Regions from separate parts of the Sus scrofa genome. Here region 1 is linked to region 2. A link is a contact called in public HiChIP or PLAC-seq data. All regions are on one chromosome and are shown on one strand. Each heading gives the region's core, a stretch centred on a gene start, on an enhancer-like site or on the middle of the called end of the contact. The rest is flanking DNA. Distances are from core to core; before and after follow the strand shown. Region 1 overlaps ELOA (elongin-A). Region 2 overlaps E2F2 (transcription factor E2F2).

The links. HiChIP or PLAC-seq counts read pairs in DNA pulled down with a chosen protein or histone mark.
Region 1: an H3K27ac HiChIP or PLAC-seq map of alveolar macrophages shows a contact between it and region 2. The contact joins two enhancer-like sites. A contact is called at or near these places in 1 of 5 promoter capture datasets (liver), 1 of 47 Hi-C or Micro-C datasets (liver) and 1 of 2 datasets of contacts at active chromatin or transcription factors (alveolar macrophages).

Annotation. Positions count from the first base shown.
Region 1 is chr6:81,570,716-81,577,835 of Sscrofa11.1, forward strand. It overlaps ELOA (elongin-A), which reads left to right. Exons shown (of 11, transcript XM_003356197.4): 2 at 739-795; 3 at 1,601-1,707; 4 at 2,527-3,721; 5 at 4,092-4,206; 6 at 4,983-5,138; 7 at 5,240-5,337; 8 at 6,205-6,385; 9 at 6,689-6,800. Among named protein-coding and RNA genes, the nearest start is that of ELOA, 9.5 kb to the left of the region's middle. Within about 2 kb of position 3,211, at least 8 of the 83 cell types and tissues checked have an H3K27ac peak or open chromatin away from gene starts, as enhancers often do. A contact at or near this core is called in alveolar macrophages, where this site is marked.
Region 2 is chr6:81,390,507-81,397,572 of Sscrofa11.1, forward strand. It overlaps E2F2 (transcription factor E2F2), which reads right to left. Exons shown (of 7, transcript XM_021095527.1): 2 at 2,101-2,206; 3 at 1-191. Among named protein-coding and RNA genes, the nearest start is that of E2F2, 4.8 kb to the right of the region's middle. Within about 2 kb of position 3,040, at least 19 of the 83 cell types and tissues checked have an H3K27ac peak or open chromatin away from gene starts, as enhancers often do. A contact at or near this core is called in alveolar macrophages, where this site is marked.

The sequences.
Region 1 (7,120 bases), core at 1,961-4,460, 180 kb after region 2:
GCACAAGATCATCTGGCAAGGACTCGGCAGAGCCATACTGAAGCCTGTCTCTGACTCTGGAACTCTCTCTTAACAGCTCTGCTATCCTGATTTCGACCTAGTTTAAAAGAAAGGAAGTGTGGCCAAACCCAGATCACTTCTTTTATCTACCCAGACATTTTGTAGTCACCATTAGCAATGGCAAAGCTCTGATTCTAGCAGCTTGAAATTCTTGGCTTCCCACTTATATCAAAAGCAAAACACAACAAGTGAAAAAACCCAATTCTATTCAACATTATGACTTTTCCAGAAAACACGATCACCTGTTCCTATAGAGACCTCTTCTCCTTTTCACTTTTCTGTATGCTGGGTCCATGAGTAATTTCCTTAAATTGGCACCTTTCTCAGAAATTCTCTCTCAGAACTGGGGCAGAATGATAGTTGCTAATGACTTTTGTTAGAGCTGATAGGTTTGATTCTCTTCTCTAAGTCTTATTTCCTCTTGGTGCAGCCTAGTGGTTGAGAAAGCACGGAATCTAAAGCCACAGGCTTGAGAGAACCCTGCCCTACTTGCAACCTGGAGCAAGTAACTTAACTTTTTTGAACCTGTTTTCACACTTGTAAAATGTGGGTAATAACCATGCTTAATACTGTATAACAGAACAGAGTACTCACTTAACCGTTAGATATTACTCTTATTTGTTCCAGCGAATAATTATGATTTTATAGAAATTAACATTTATTTTATTCTCTTTGCAGCTATTGAAATATTTGAAGAAACTCTCTGCCTTGCCTATTACAGTAGACATTCTTGCGGTAAGAACTGTGTAATTTTAGCTATCATGTAAATATCCCAGACCCTTCCCAATGGGAAATATTGTACAGTAACCTTAAGAGCAGGGGCTTTAGAAGTGAAAGGAACCAGAAGAAGCCATGTATTGTATGGTTTTATTTATATGAAATGTCCAGAATAGGCAAACCCATAGATAGAAAGTAGATTAGTGATTGCTAGGAGTGGTGGGGAATTGGGAAGAACAGGGTTTTCTTTTTAGAGTGATGAAAATATTCTAGAATTAGTGGTGGTGGTTTGTGTGGTATTGTGAGTATTCTGGAAACCACTGAACTGTACACTTTAAAATGATTACAATAATGAATTTTAAAAAAACCAATTTTATCTCAAATTTTTTTCCTAAAAGTTAAAAGAATATTGGCTTTGGCCTCTAGTTTTAAATTCAAATCCAAGTTCTTAACTAACTTTAGGCTCTTCCGTCATGAAATGGGCAGGTTCCTGCCTCTCAGAGTTGTTCTTAAGTATTAATTCAGACACTGTATGTAGTGCTCTTAGCTCCGTGCCTGACACCTGCCATGATCACTCTTGTTATTATTGTGAAAGTTCTAGAAGTGTTTTCATTTAGTATTTACCTCTTTTGAATCTGGTATGCTTTGCTACTGTGTCATCAGAGCTTGGGGGCATAGATACAAAGTAATCTTGTACTAAGACTTGGAAGGTATGTTTTTGGAAGGAAGTATTGGTTTGTTGAAAAGTAAAAGGCCTTCTTTCCTTAGAAACTTGTGAGCCTAGTTCCACAACCTTGTAACAATTCCTTTGTCAACTTTGTAGGAGACTGGAGTTGGGAAGACGGTCAATAGCTTGCGAAAACATGAGCACGTTGGAAGTTTTGCCAGGGACCTAGTGGCCCAGTGGAAAAAGCTGGTTCCTGTGGAACGGTAGGAAAAGTTTTTCTTTGTTTTTCCTTCTCTGCTTTCTTATTTAAAATATTTATTCTACCTCACTTATAAAAAAATAATTCATGATCATTATAGAATATTAGAAAACATTAAAAAAATACTAATAAGAATAAAAATTTCTAATAATTCTACCATCCAAAGAGAAGCATTATTGACGTTTTGGAATGTTTCTTTTTGACCTGTTCTTAAAAGGCATTTTCAGGAGTTCCTGTCATAGCTCAATGGTCACGAACCCAACTAGTTTCCTGAGGACGTGGTTTGATCCCTGGTCTTGCTCAGTGGGTTAGGGATCTGGCATTGCCGTGAGCTGTGGTGTAGGTTGCAGATGCAACTCAGAATCCACGTAGCTGTGGTGTAGGCTGGCAGCTACAGCTCTGATTTGACTTCTAGCCTGGGCACCTCCGTATGCTGAGGGTTTGGCCCTAACAAGGCAAATAAGTAAATAAAGGCATTTATACATAGTTGTGAATAAATCTAATATAAATTACAGCCCCCCTTTTATGTAACAGGTATTTCCCTGTGTTGAAAAGGTTTTTAAGCATTTTCACATCCACAAGTTATTTGATCTTTGTATCCTGTAGCTAAACTCGTCTTTTTCCATTTACTGAATATTTGTGTTTTCCCTATTTTAAAACTTAGCTGAGTGTCTTTGAGCCGAAATCATTTACCTTCTTCCCAAGACCTTGTTTCTCACTCTGTACACTCATCTCTTTCGTGGATTCAGTTTCTGTGACTGTGCTAAGCAAGGATTACCCTTGAGATTTATATCTGCTGTATCTGCTTTTTCGTTTATTCTAGAAACCCCGAGCCTGATGAACAGGACTTGGAGAAGAGCAATTCTCGAAAGCGTCCTAGGGATGCCCTTAAGGAGGAGGAGGAGGTGGAGGGGGAGGGGGACTACCCAGAAAGCTGGAAAGCCTCTGGGAGCCGATCGTATAGTCCTGATAATAGACAGAAGAAACACAGAAAACTCTCAGAGCTCGAGCGGCCTCAGAAAGTATCTCACAGTCAGGAGAGGAGAGACGAGAGAAAGAGGTACCACAGAGCCTCTCCAGTTTACTCTTCAGACCACGAGTCTTCCGACTACGGCCATGTTCAGTCCCCTCCATCATCCACCAGCCCTCATCAGATGTCTGGGGACCATTACAGATCCCTGGAGGAGGACCACGAGCCCTTTGTTCCACACCAGAAGCCTGGCAAAGGCCACGGTAATGCCTTTCAGGACAGACTGGGGGTCAGCCAAGAACGCCACCTGGGTGAAGCCCAGGGAAGAGAAGTCATGAGTCAGAGCAAGGAGCACAGATCTTCCCATAAAGAAAAACGTCCCGTGGAGGCCAAAGGAGACGAGAAGTCTTCTTTGAGCAGAGAAAAATCACACAAGGCCCTCTCCAAAGAGGAAAACCGGAGGCTGCCCTCTGGGGACAGTGCAAAGGAGAAACCGCCCTCTAGTGGCGTCAGGAAAGAGAAGGAGAAAGAGGGCGGTACCAAGAAAAAGGTTTCACCCGCCTTGGACGTGGCTTCAGACAACCACCTTAAAAAGCCAAAACATAGAGACCCAGAGAAAACCAAATCAGACAAAAACAAGCAAAGTCTAGAAGGCTTAGACACTGGCAAGGGGGCAGGAGACCTGCTGCCCAAGGTGAAAGAGAAGGTTTCTAACAACCTAAAGACTCAAGAAGGGAAAGCAAAACCTTCTCATTCAGATAGAAAGTCCGTGGGCTCCTTACCCAAAGCCGAAGAGGCAGATGTAGATGATGAATTCGAGCAGCCCACCATGTCTTTTGAGTCATACCTCAGCTATGACCAGCCCCGGAAGAAGAAGAAAAAGATTGTGAAGACGTCAACCACAGCTCTTGGAGAAAAAGGACTTAAAAAAAATGATTCCAAAAGCACTAGTAAAAACTCGGACTCAGTTCAGAAATTACCTAAGGTGAATGAAAACAAGTTGGAGAAGCTTCTGCCAGCCGGAGCCGATTCAGCCAAACCGAAAAAGGTAACCCCTGTAGCCCCTTCCCTGTCAGAGCACCTGGGCCTGTGGAGCTCCCAGGACCCGCCCCATCGCCATTTTGCTTGGCTGGCGTCTCCATGGTGGCCTGTTGAATTTCAGTTCGAAGTAATTTCCTCCAGCCTCTCTAGTGCCAGGGTCTGTAGGACCCAAGCACAGTATTTTCTGAAGTGTCTCATTGTGCTGGGCCCATCGCATGTATCTCCTGACTCAAGTGGTTGTCAGGCCTGGCTGCCGCCCTTCTCCAGGCTGGGTCTGCCTGGGCAGTTATCTGCCCTGTGAGCATTGCTGGGCATTGACTGTAGGAAAGAGCTGTGCTTGGGAAGGGGCCCTCCAGTCACTTGTCTTTTCTCTGCAGGTCCCCAGTGAGGTGTTGCCAGTGTTACCAGACCTTCCATTACCTGTGATACAGGCCAATTACCGTCCGCTTCCTCCCCTTGACTTGATATCTTCCTTTCAACCAAAGCGAAGAGGTAATTTTCTGTATCTTCTTCTTGTTTTTTTTTTTTTGGTTTTGATGGAAGTAGGATCTTAAAAATTCATTCATGATCTGTCATCAGATTTTGGTACATTTCCTAAGAACACAGGTTCTGGAGTTCTTGGGTTTGAATTCCCAGCTCTGAATTCTACTAGAAGTTATGTGAAATGGGGTCATAACAACTTCCTTGGACTTCAGTTTCCTAGTCTGTAAATGGGATTAATGTATCTGCCTATTAGGTGGATTGAAAGTGATAATACCAGTAACGCTCTGAGCTCTGGGTTTTTCCACAGAGTAAGTGTTCACTGATCTTAACTGTTCCTTTTACTAAGATCCCTTTATTCTGTACATTCTCCAGGGGCTTAAAAAGAAGTCTAGGGAGTTCCCTTGCAGTGCAGCAGGTTAAAGATCCAGCATTATCACTGTAGCAGCTGGGGTCCCTGCTGTGGGCAAGGGTTCGATCCCTGGCCAGGAAGCTTCCATATGCCATGGGTGTGGCCCAAAAAAAAAGTGGAAAGTCTATATACTGATGTGGAGTCATTTCTAAAATGTAAATGACAAAATGATGATAGTATATTAATTGGTTAAAAAGGAGTAAAATATTAGCTTATTTTTGTATAGACTCCCTGGAAGGATACACAAGAAGCTGATAGCATTGGTTGCCTTTGAGAAAGGAAACTGGGAGGCTGAGGAATGGGATGGGAAGGAGAGTTTTCACTAGATAACTCAGTGCCTTTTTAAACTTACATTCCTGCTTTCCTCATACCACAGCATTCTCCTCACCCCAGGAAGAGGAAGAAGCTGGATTCACGGGACGAAGAATGAATTCTAAGATGCAAGTATATTCTGGTTCCAAGTGTGCCTATCTTCCCAAGATGATGACCTTGCATGAGCAGTGCATCCGAGTACTTAAAAACAACATCGACTGTAAGTCCCATGCTTCTCCCTTGGCTCGTAAGCACGTTGTGGCACTGGAACACCGGTGACTTGGCCGCTACTCAGTGCTTTTCTCCTTTGATTCTTTGCAGCAATCTTTGAAGTGGGAGGCGTCCCGTATTCTGTTCTTGAACCTGTTCTAGAGAGGTGTACACCTGATCAGTTGTATCGCATAGAGGAATACAATCATGTGAGTATCCTGTTTGCATGGGAAGAGGGCAGTTTTCTGGCTTGTATCTCCAGAAATAGCTTTGTCTCTGAATCGGCCACAGTGATGGGCAGGTGGTGGTCAGATCACTGTTCTGAGTTTGCCTCTGGGCCTTTAAACAGCTTATTTTTAGCACCTGCTTCTGGCATGTTAAGTGAGCCTCTTGGGCTAGCATCAAGGTAGGATTAAAAGGTAGTAGGAGTGTAGCTAGGGCTCCATGGGAAGGCAGAGACCACTTCCCATACCTCCCTTGAGCTTGCCTCGTTTAGGAAGTCAAGAGAGAATTCTGGCAGCACAGCCCCTGGGATGCCAGGCAGGGACAGAGCTCTTTGTTGACCCCCAGATGTCTGGTGAATGTAAGAGCACAGATTGGCTGGGTGTCTCCTAGAGACCAGCAGATTTACCCCCCAAATCTTCCTGATGCTGAAGATGCTCATTTGATTGCATCCACTCTTTTTAATTCTGAGGGATCTATAACATATCCTTCTTAGGTGGCCCCTGGCCATTGCAGTTTAGTGTAGTGCTGGGGAAATGGCTGGATTTGACTTCATCCCAGGTCATGCCCTGCACTGATTATCTAAAGGAGAAAGACTGATCTTAAACTAATTTTTGTATTGTCTTCTTTCCTAGCCCCACAACCCCCCAAAGCAGCTAGTATAGTGCCTTACACTTAACATTTTTTTAATTCAGTGATTTGGGTTTTTTCCTAGAACTGTGGTATTTTAATATATTACTACTATTATGAGGACCAAAACATCATTAGGAACCTGTCACCCCTGGGTGATTAAGGATGGAAAAGAGATGTATAAGAGTGCTTGCATGTAAATGACATCCTGGTTTTGATTTTAGGTATTAATTGAAGAAACAGATCAATTATGGAAAGTCCATTGTCACCGAGACTTTAAGGATGAAAGGCCAGAAGAGTATGAGTCGTGGCGGGAAATGTACCTACGGCTTCAGGATGCCCGAGAGCAGCGGCTACGAGTCCTCACAAAGAATATCCGATCTGCACACGCCAATAAGCCCAAAGGTAAGGGGGCAGGATGAGTCTAGCAGAGCAGTGAGCCCGTGTTCTGATCGACAGCAGGGCTTTGGTGGGCTTGGCTGAGGTAGAATCTCTGAACCCTGGATCTCTTGCGTTTGCGGAAGAGGGCAGAGGTGGCATGCTTCTTCCACCACCGCCCATGCTGCCCTAGAGAGGGGCTTCCAGGGTTGATAATCCCATACCTCTGGAGGGATTTGCAAAACCTTTATCTTTTGATAGCATAGATTATTGAAATAACAGTAGCATCTCAGCTGAAGAAGGCCGGTGTTAACCTCCATTTCTCCACAGGCCGACAAGCAAAAATGGCCTTTGTCAACTCTGTGGCCAAACCACCTCGTGATGTTCGAAGGAGGCAAGAGAAGTTTGGAACAGGAGGAGCAGCTGTGCCTGAGAAAATCCGGTAAGACCTCTGCTCCTGTGGTTCCTTCCTGCTCAGGGAGAGAGCCCAGGATCTTGTCATTTAGCCTGAAGGGGCAGCCTGGGGACAGGAAGCAATTTGGGGGTGAAAGCATGGCCTTGCAGAGTGGGTTCTGGAGGCTGACCTTAACCAGCTGGGCACTTGACCTCCCTGAGCCTCAGCTTCCTTGACTGCATTGTGGGCCAGATAATAATTCCTGCCCCTTAAGGGGTCATAATTAAATGGAGAAAAGGGCCTGGCTACTGGGAAACATCCTCTAATGCTTTCCCTTCCCCCATTGAAACAGTAAAAATGTTACCACG
Region 2 (7,066 bases), core at 1,790-4,289:
GCGGATGAGCTGGATGCCCTCCAGCACATTGGTGATGTCATAGATGCGCCGCTTCTGCACATCCAGCACCTCAGCAGCCCAGTTCAGGTCCAGGACCCCATCCTCGGACTCGCTCAGGAGGTAAATGAACTTCTTGGTGAGCAGCCCCAGCGACGTGTCATAGCGAGTCTTCTCCCCAGGAGACTTGGGGGCTGAAGAGGAAAGGGGCTCAGGGTCTGATCTGAAAGGACCCCCTGGGGAACCTCCTCCACTGACCTGGACCCACTACATACCACCCACTTTCCAGTTTACAGAGCACTGGGAGGGAGGGGGTCACTCACCACCACTGTCCAAACAAGGAAACTGATAATGAGGGAGGGAAAGTGACTTGCTTAATGTCCCACAATCAGGGGACAGCATCAGGGCTGGAAACCAAATACTGCACCTGTCCACCTAAGCTCAGGGCAGCCATACCTGCCCACCCCACAACCAATAACAAATGCTCACTCTGTGTAGCGCTTTCTGAAAGTATTCTGAGCACTTTCCATATACAAAAAATTTAATCCTTATAACACCGTATAAGTTTGGTGTATATTCAGCCCCATTTTATAGATGAGAATACTGAGGCACAGACAGAGGAAGTAACCAGCTCCACTCAGCTAGAAAGTGGCAAAGCTGGGATGTAAATCCAGGCAGTCTGGCTCCAGAGTGTGTCCCTTCCTAACCATCACCCTATCCTGCCAGTTATGTCAAGAATTCAAAAAAAAAAAAGGAGTTCCTGTCATGGCTCAGTGGTTAACAAATCCGACTAGGAACCATGAGGCTGCAGGTTCAATCCCTGGCCTTGCTCAGTGGGTTAACGTTCCGGCGTTGCCGTGAGCTGTGGTGTAGGTTGCAGAGGCAGCTCGGATCCCGAGTTGCTGTGGCTCTGGCGTAGGCCGGTGGCTACAGCTCCGATTCGACCCCAAGCTGGGAACCTCCATATGCTGCAGGAGCAGCCCAAGAAATGGCAAAAATAAAAAAATAAAAAAATAAAAAAAAAGAAAAGAATTCAGAATTAAGGTAGGGAGGGATGACAAGCTTGGATTTGAGAACATCTTTATAGACTTGATTTTTTTCTTCCAGTTTTAATGAGATATAATTGGTGTACAGCACTGTATAAATTCAAGGTGAAGACTTGCTTTTTTCCCCTATGGTAGCCCAATGGTTATCTGAGAGGAATCTGTCCTATTATGTCACATGCGGTAGGTTCATGAAAAATGTCCCTTTCTTAATGAGGTTGATGTCACAAGACCACATCTCAGCTGCAGCATCTTAAACCACAAGAGGACTTTTGCAATGTAGTGACTTGCAAAAGTCATACAGAAAGTTAATGGTCAAACTAGTTCTGGAAACTGAGTTTTAGAGAGTCTCAGATTCCTCTAGAAGGGACTTTAGAATCTCAATATATAGACAAGCAAGTATTAGGCACACAGACAGCTTTGTCAATTTTTGTATCTATGGCAGACATTACTAATTGATTAGTACACTAGGATTCTTCAATAAAGAGCTCTGGGCAGTCTCTACTAATCGCCTGGAGAGGGAATTTTTTGCTATTCCTGATCTAGCTGTGCCTTGTTTTACAGATGAAACAACTGAGGTTCACAGAAGAGAAGTGACCAGTCAGGTCAGGGCAGAGCCCTGCCCAGACCCCCAAATTCCAGACCCTCACGCTTCCCACCGGTCAGGTACCTTCTTCATTAGGTCTCTGTCTATCCCAACCTCGCCAAATTAGCATTCCTTCCTAACACAATTGCTTAAACTCTCTCTCTCTAATCAGAATATTGACTGAAAATATCAAGAGGCAGAAACTAGGTTCTGGTCCTGACTCCACTTACTAGCAGTGTGACCTTGGGTAAGTCACTGAAGCTCTGAGTCTCTAGCTGCCTTATCAGTAAAAGGAAATAATCCACCTGCCAAGCAGGATCCAGTGAAAACACACGAGAAAGTGCTTTGCAAACCAGACAGTGTGCCTCAGATATTAGTCCTGGTGATGTGGGCAGGGCTGCTGCCCTCTGTCCCTGCCCACCCCACCCCGAGTCTCCTGAGCCTACCCTTAGATACCCCAGCAGCAGGGCTTACTTTTGGGGCTGGGGAGGCCATCCACTCTAATGCACTTCCCCTTGGGAGTCCGGAATTCAGGGACCGCAGGCCTCCCGATCCCCTCCAGGTCCAGCTTCCTTTTGGCCTTGGGGAGAGAGAGGCAGAGTTTGAGAATCATTCCTTCTTTAGCCTTTCCTCCACCTGGAGCCACCAGCAGCCACCTCCTGCATCAGTTTCCCACCAGTCCTGGGTGAAAAATCACTGTACCTGGTAAGGAAATATCAGTGACCTGAAAAGTGAGATTTCAGGGGAAGGAAGTCCTAGTTCTGAGGGGCCCACAACACTCCCATCTTCTGAGGCCCAGGCACTTGAGACGACCAAAGCCAGAGGGGGTTTTAACTTGGGGTTCCTTAATAACAGGCCGCAAAGTCACTTCTACATCCGCCTCTCCCCCCCACCTCCCAGGAGGATATGGGGAGGAAGGAGTGGGTGGGGCCTAAACCACATCAGGCTGGGGAGCACCCCCCTCCCCTGCCGCCTCCCCCCTCTCCCCTTGCAGAAGCAGCTGGCCCAGCCAGACCAAGTGCCCATCACAGCCCCACAGCTGGTCCTTATCAGGGTGGGGCTGGGCATCCGCCCAGGCCCAGGGGACTTCCTGGCTCAGTGCCACACCCCAGGGTGGTGCCCACATTGGGAAGCAGTGCAAACATACCCCACCCCCATGTTTGGGCTCCAGCTCAAGGGCCCCAAGGCCTCCTGAATAGACTCTTATTTGCCATTCTTTCTTTGCTGAGAGGGGCAGACAATGAATCCTTCCCCTGTGTCTTAAGGACAAGCAGCTGAGGTCCCCCTTCTCACCCCCCCCCTGTTCCCGCCAAGCTTGGGAAACACCTGCTGGGGAAATCAAACCACAGACCCATCTGCTCCTCTCCACCCCACTGCCACCCGGCCTCAATTACGCCCAGAAGCTGTGCTGGCCCGGAAGGGGCCTCTCTCCTTGTTAGGGCTGGGCTGAGGCAGGGCTGGGGCACTGGGGCGCAGGTCAAAGACCCGGGCTTGAATCTCCCCACTCCTGCACAGACTTGCTCTGTGATCTGGGGAAATGCTCCACATCTAGGAGCCTGTTTCCTCCTCTGTAAATTGGGGTAGAAGATGCCTATAGCAAGGGGCTGTTGCGAGGATTCAAGGAGATAAGTTTTGTAAAGTGCTCAGTAGACAGGAGTTGCTCAGGAAATGCAGAGTCCCTTCCCTAAAATCCAATCTCAGCCTCCTCCTTGACAGACTCTTCTGGGGGTCATGGAGCCCATTTCCTTCCTCTCCCCTTCCCCCAGTCACCCCAACCTGGTTGAGACAGAGAGGCCTATTTTAACCTTTGGTGGTGAGGTTATGCTCGGCAGGGCTGACACTTCTAACCGCTGCTGAGCACAGCTGGGCTCACAGGTGTGGGGGGTGGTGATGGTTCTTCCTGCTGTCAGCTCCCTCCCCCTCTACTCATGCCTCCTCCAGGAAGTCTTCTTGGACTTCCTGCTCCTTGATGTGAGGAGCCTGGATAGGACGCTCCTCTCCTCCATCCCTACCCAGGCCTGGATGGATCCCAACACCACACTTCCCTGCTCATTCCTCTTGAAGTCTCTATGGAATATTCCTTTTCTAACCTCCCAACTGGTAAAATGCTAGATTCTAGGGAAAGGGACCTGCTCTAGTCCCAATCTATAAAGTCCCAATCATTCACTGAGACCTTCCGCCTGCCTTTAACTAAGTCCCAATATTCATCACCTCATTGAGTCTTCCCAACACCCATTTCACAGGTGAAGCAGCTGAGACCTGGTAAGCTCCAAGGCCTTTATCAGTCCTGATCAAGGTTGTCCATCCCAGAATCCTTCATCCATCCCTCAGAAGGTACAGCAAGGACAAGGAGAGGAAGGCTGAGTTCTACATGAGGCAAAGGTGGCAGCCCAGAGTCTCCCCAGTGCCACCCACCTCCCTCACCCCACAGAAGCCAGCCCCTGCTGAGTTCACAGAACACACCAGAAGAACCTCACTACCTACAGGGCGGGGAGGAGGAGAGGACCTTGGACAGGATACCTGTACTGGGCCTATCACACGCTCACCCATCCTAACTCAGTATGGTAATCTCACTTGGCAGTTGAGAAATGGAGGCTCAGAGAGGTTAAGCCACGCACCCAAGGCCACCCAGACAAAGAGCAGAGCCAGAGTTTGAACCCAGGTCTGTCTGACTCCAAAGCCATGTATCAGGCTGCTCAGCTCCATCCCACATACACTGGCCCAGAATTTGCTGACATTTGAAACAAGGCCTGGTTATGTCCACCTGCCTCCATCACTTTATACACACACACACACACACACACACACACACACACCACACACACGCACGCACCAGCCCCCTCCCTTTTCTTCTTCTCCTTCACCCTTATCCTGCGCTCTCAGGGTCCCTGAGCAGCAAAATGTCCCCCACCCGAGAATGTCTCTCTGCCCCTTTTGAACACTGCCCAGAGAAAAGTCGGCTCATCAGGGATGGGCCTGAGTCTGCAGAACAGAAGTGACGGAGGCCAAGCCCAGGAGAATGAGGACCAAGGAGAAGCTGAACCCAGAGCTTGGAGTCAAAGCCATCTGGGTTCCTGACTAGGCTGGGTAAGCTGGACAAGTCTGCTGACCTCTTGAGCTTTGCTTGTAAAACGGGGACGCTCTACCTTCTCCTGGCGAGGATCCACTGAGAACACAGCTCAAAGCTCTTGCTCATGCGGGGAGCCGCAATCGCTAAAGTCCACAAAGGGAAAGCTTGGAGGTGAACTGAAAAGCAACAGGGATGTGCCAAGAGCAAAGGCCAGCTGGCTCTAACCTGACCTCTAACCTCTTAGGCAGCCCCTTTGGCTGTTTCTTAAAGGCCTGGTTAGGATTCGAAAGTACTCTGCCAACCCCAAGGGAGAAGAGCGGGCAGCCCTCAAAGTGAGAGGGCCAGAGCCCCAGATGCTGCCCCTGGATGGGCAGCAAGGTGAGGAGACTGGGACTCGAAGGAGGGGAAGTGACTTGCGCAAGGTCACACAGGGAGTGGAGCAGGTGTTGCCTAAGCCCCAAGTCCCAAGCTAGACAGTGGGAGCAGGAGCCAGTGTAAGTTGCTGAGAGCCTGGTTTCCAGATCCCGGCTCTGCCTGGTAGCCTGAGAGGGGCTTGCTGCCTCCCTCCTTAGGCCTTCATTTCCTCATCTGACCCGCATTGTAGGCTTTTCATTAAAATGTTCATTTTCTTTCCTGGCTCTCAGAGGAAATTTGGAAAATACAGACAAATTATGCAGAATTCTACCCTCGTCACAGGTTCCTGCAGGAAAGGCATAGAGTGAGGCCACGTGCCTGGCGCAGTAGGAACTTAACCAAGGAACATCCCACACTTTCTCCAGAGGTGGCGGAGAGAGCTCTGGAGACCTGGGTTCCCGCCTTCATTCTGCCATTGAACTTGGCTGCCATCCCTGGGCAGTGCCTAAGGTCCCTTTAAACAGCAGCTCCCCAACAAATCCTGCTCACCCTGCACTTTGCAGCCTGGCCACAAAGCAAGGGGCCACACCCAGGGTTGGGTCTGGAGCTATTCCAGGTCACACCCTGTTAAAATGAGTAAGCAGGGGGCCAAGGCCTGCCCAGGGGACTCAGGGGCACAGGGCAGCTGGGGACCAACAGGAGAGGGGGGTTCTAGGCCCCAAATGCCTTGAGGGTGGTCTGATGCAAAGAGATGCTACCATGTCTTGGTTGGAGCTTGGACAAGTGACTTCACGTCTATGCTCAGTTTCCTCATCTGTAAGATGCCTCTTGCCAGGCATCTTGGCCAAGATAACGAAAGCGAAGAGTGCCAAGCAGTGCCTGGCACATCAGAGGCATTCAATAAAAGAGAGTCATTCTTGCTGTGATCACTGAGCCTCTCAGGGAGGGAGGGACGGACAGATGCACTCGACTCCTCTGGGAGGGAAGCAGTTCAAAACCACAGCTGTTACTGAAACTCTGCCGGGTTGCCTGAAAGCAGCTGGCCAGAGGAGAGACTGGGCCCACCGCTGAGCCCCCTCCGTGGGGACACCCAGCTCCTACATCAGGCAGTACTGGGGAAAGTCAAGGCTGCGGGAAGAAACTAATGATCACTTGCCTTGTGGGTCATACATCTCTCTGTGTGACCTTGGACAGGTCCCATCCCCTCTGCAAGACTATTTCCCTCCCTGCACACTGATACCACCTACTTTATAGGTTTCAAAACTGTTTTAGGCTGTAAAATGCTGAATAAAATATAGGTGCAGAGTCCTTGTTACCCTTGGCTGTTTGACCTGTGAAATAGGAAAAGTCCTCCTGCTCCTTTCTCCTGGTTGGAAATAATGTTCAGGAAGGAGCCCTGAAAAGTTTTAAGCCTTGAGCATGGGCAAAGCAGGATTCAAGCAGCAGGGAGTGGGGGACTCTGCCCGTAGCCAGAGGTGGCTGGAGACCTATGCCTGCTGACTGACACAGGTCTGACCAGATGCCTCTAGGGCAGAGGGGTGGTCTTATCCCTGTACCTGAATTACTTCACCACTCACACAAAGCAAACCCACAAGAGCCCCATCTCCCCTCCTTGGAGCCTGCTTCCAAAACCCAGGACCTGGAGCTGGAAGAGACTCGAGGTGAGTTAGTCCCACAGCTACCCATGCAGACACACATTTTCAAGACAAGGAAATTGGGACTCAGATTGGGGCCAAGACTTGTCCAAGGACACACAGCGAATAAATGGCAATCAGGACGAGAAACCAGGCTCGCTAACTACCACCCCCACACCCTCAGGGCTCTTCCAACTCCATCCCCACCCTATGGTTGTTTCGATTCTCATGGGCTCCAGGAATTCCACTCCCACACAACACACCCTGTGTCTGGTGCCACCACACATTGGCCCCTCCCTGGCAACGGGCCTGGGGGCTTGAAGAAGGAACAGTCAATCTGAACAGGAACCCCAGAGGGCTGCCCCCAACTTGCACCTGCTAC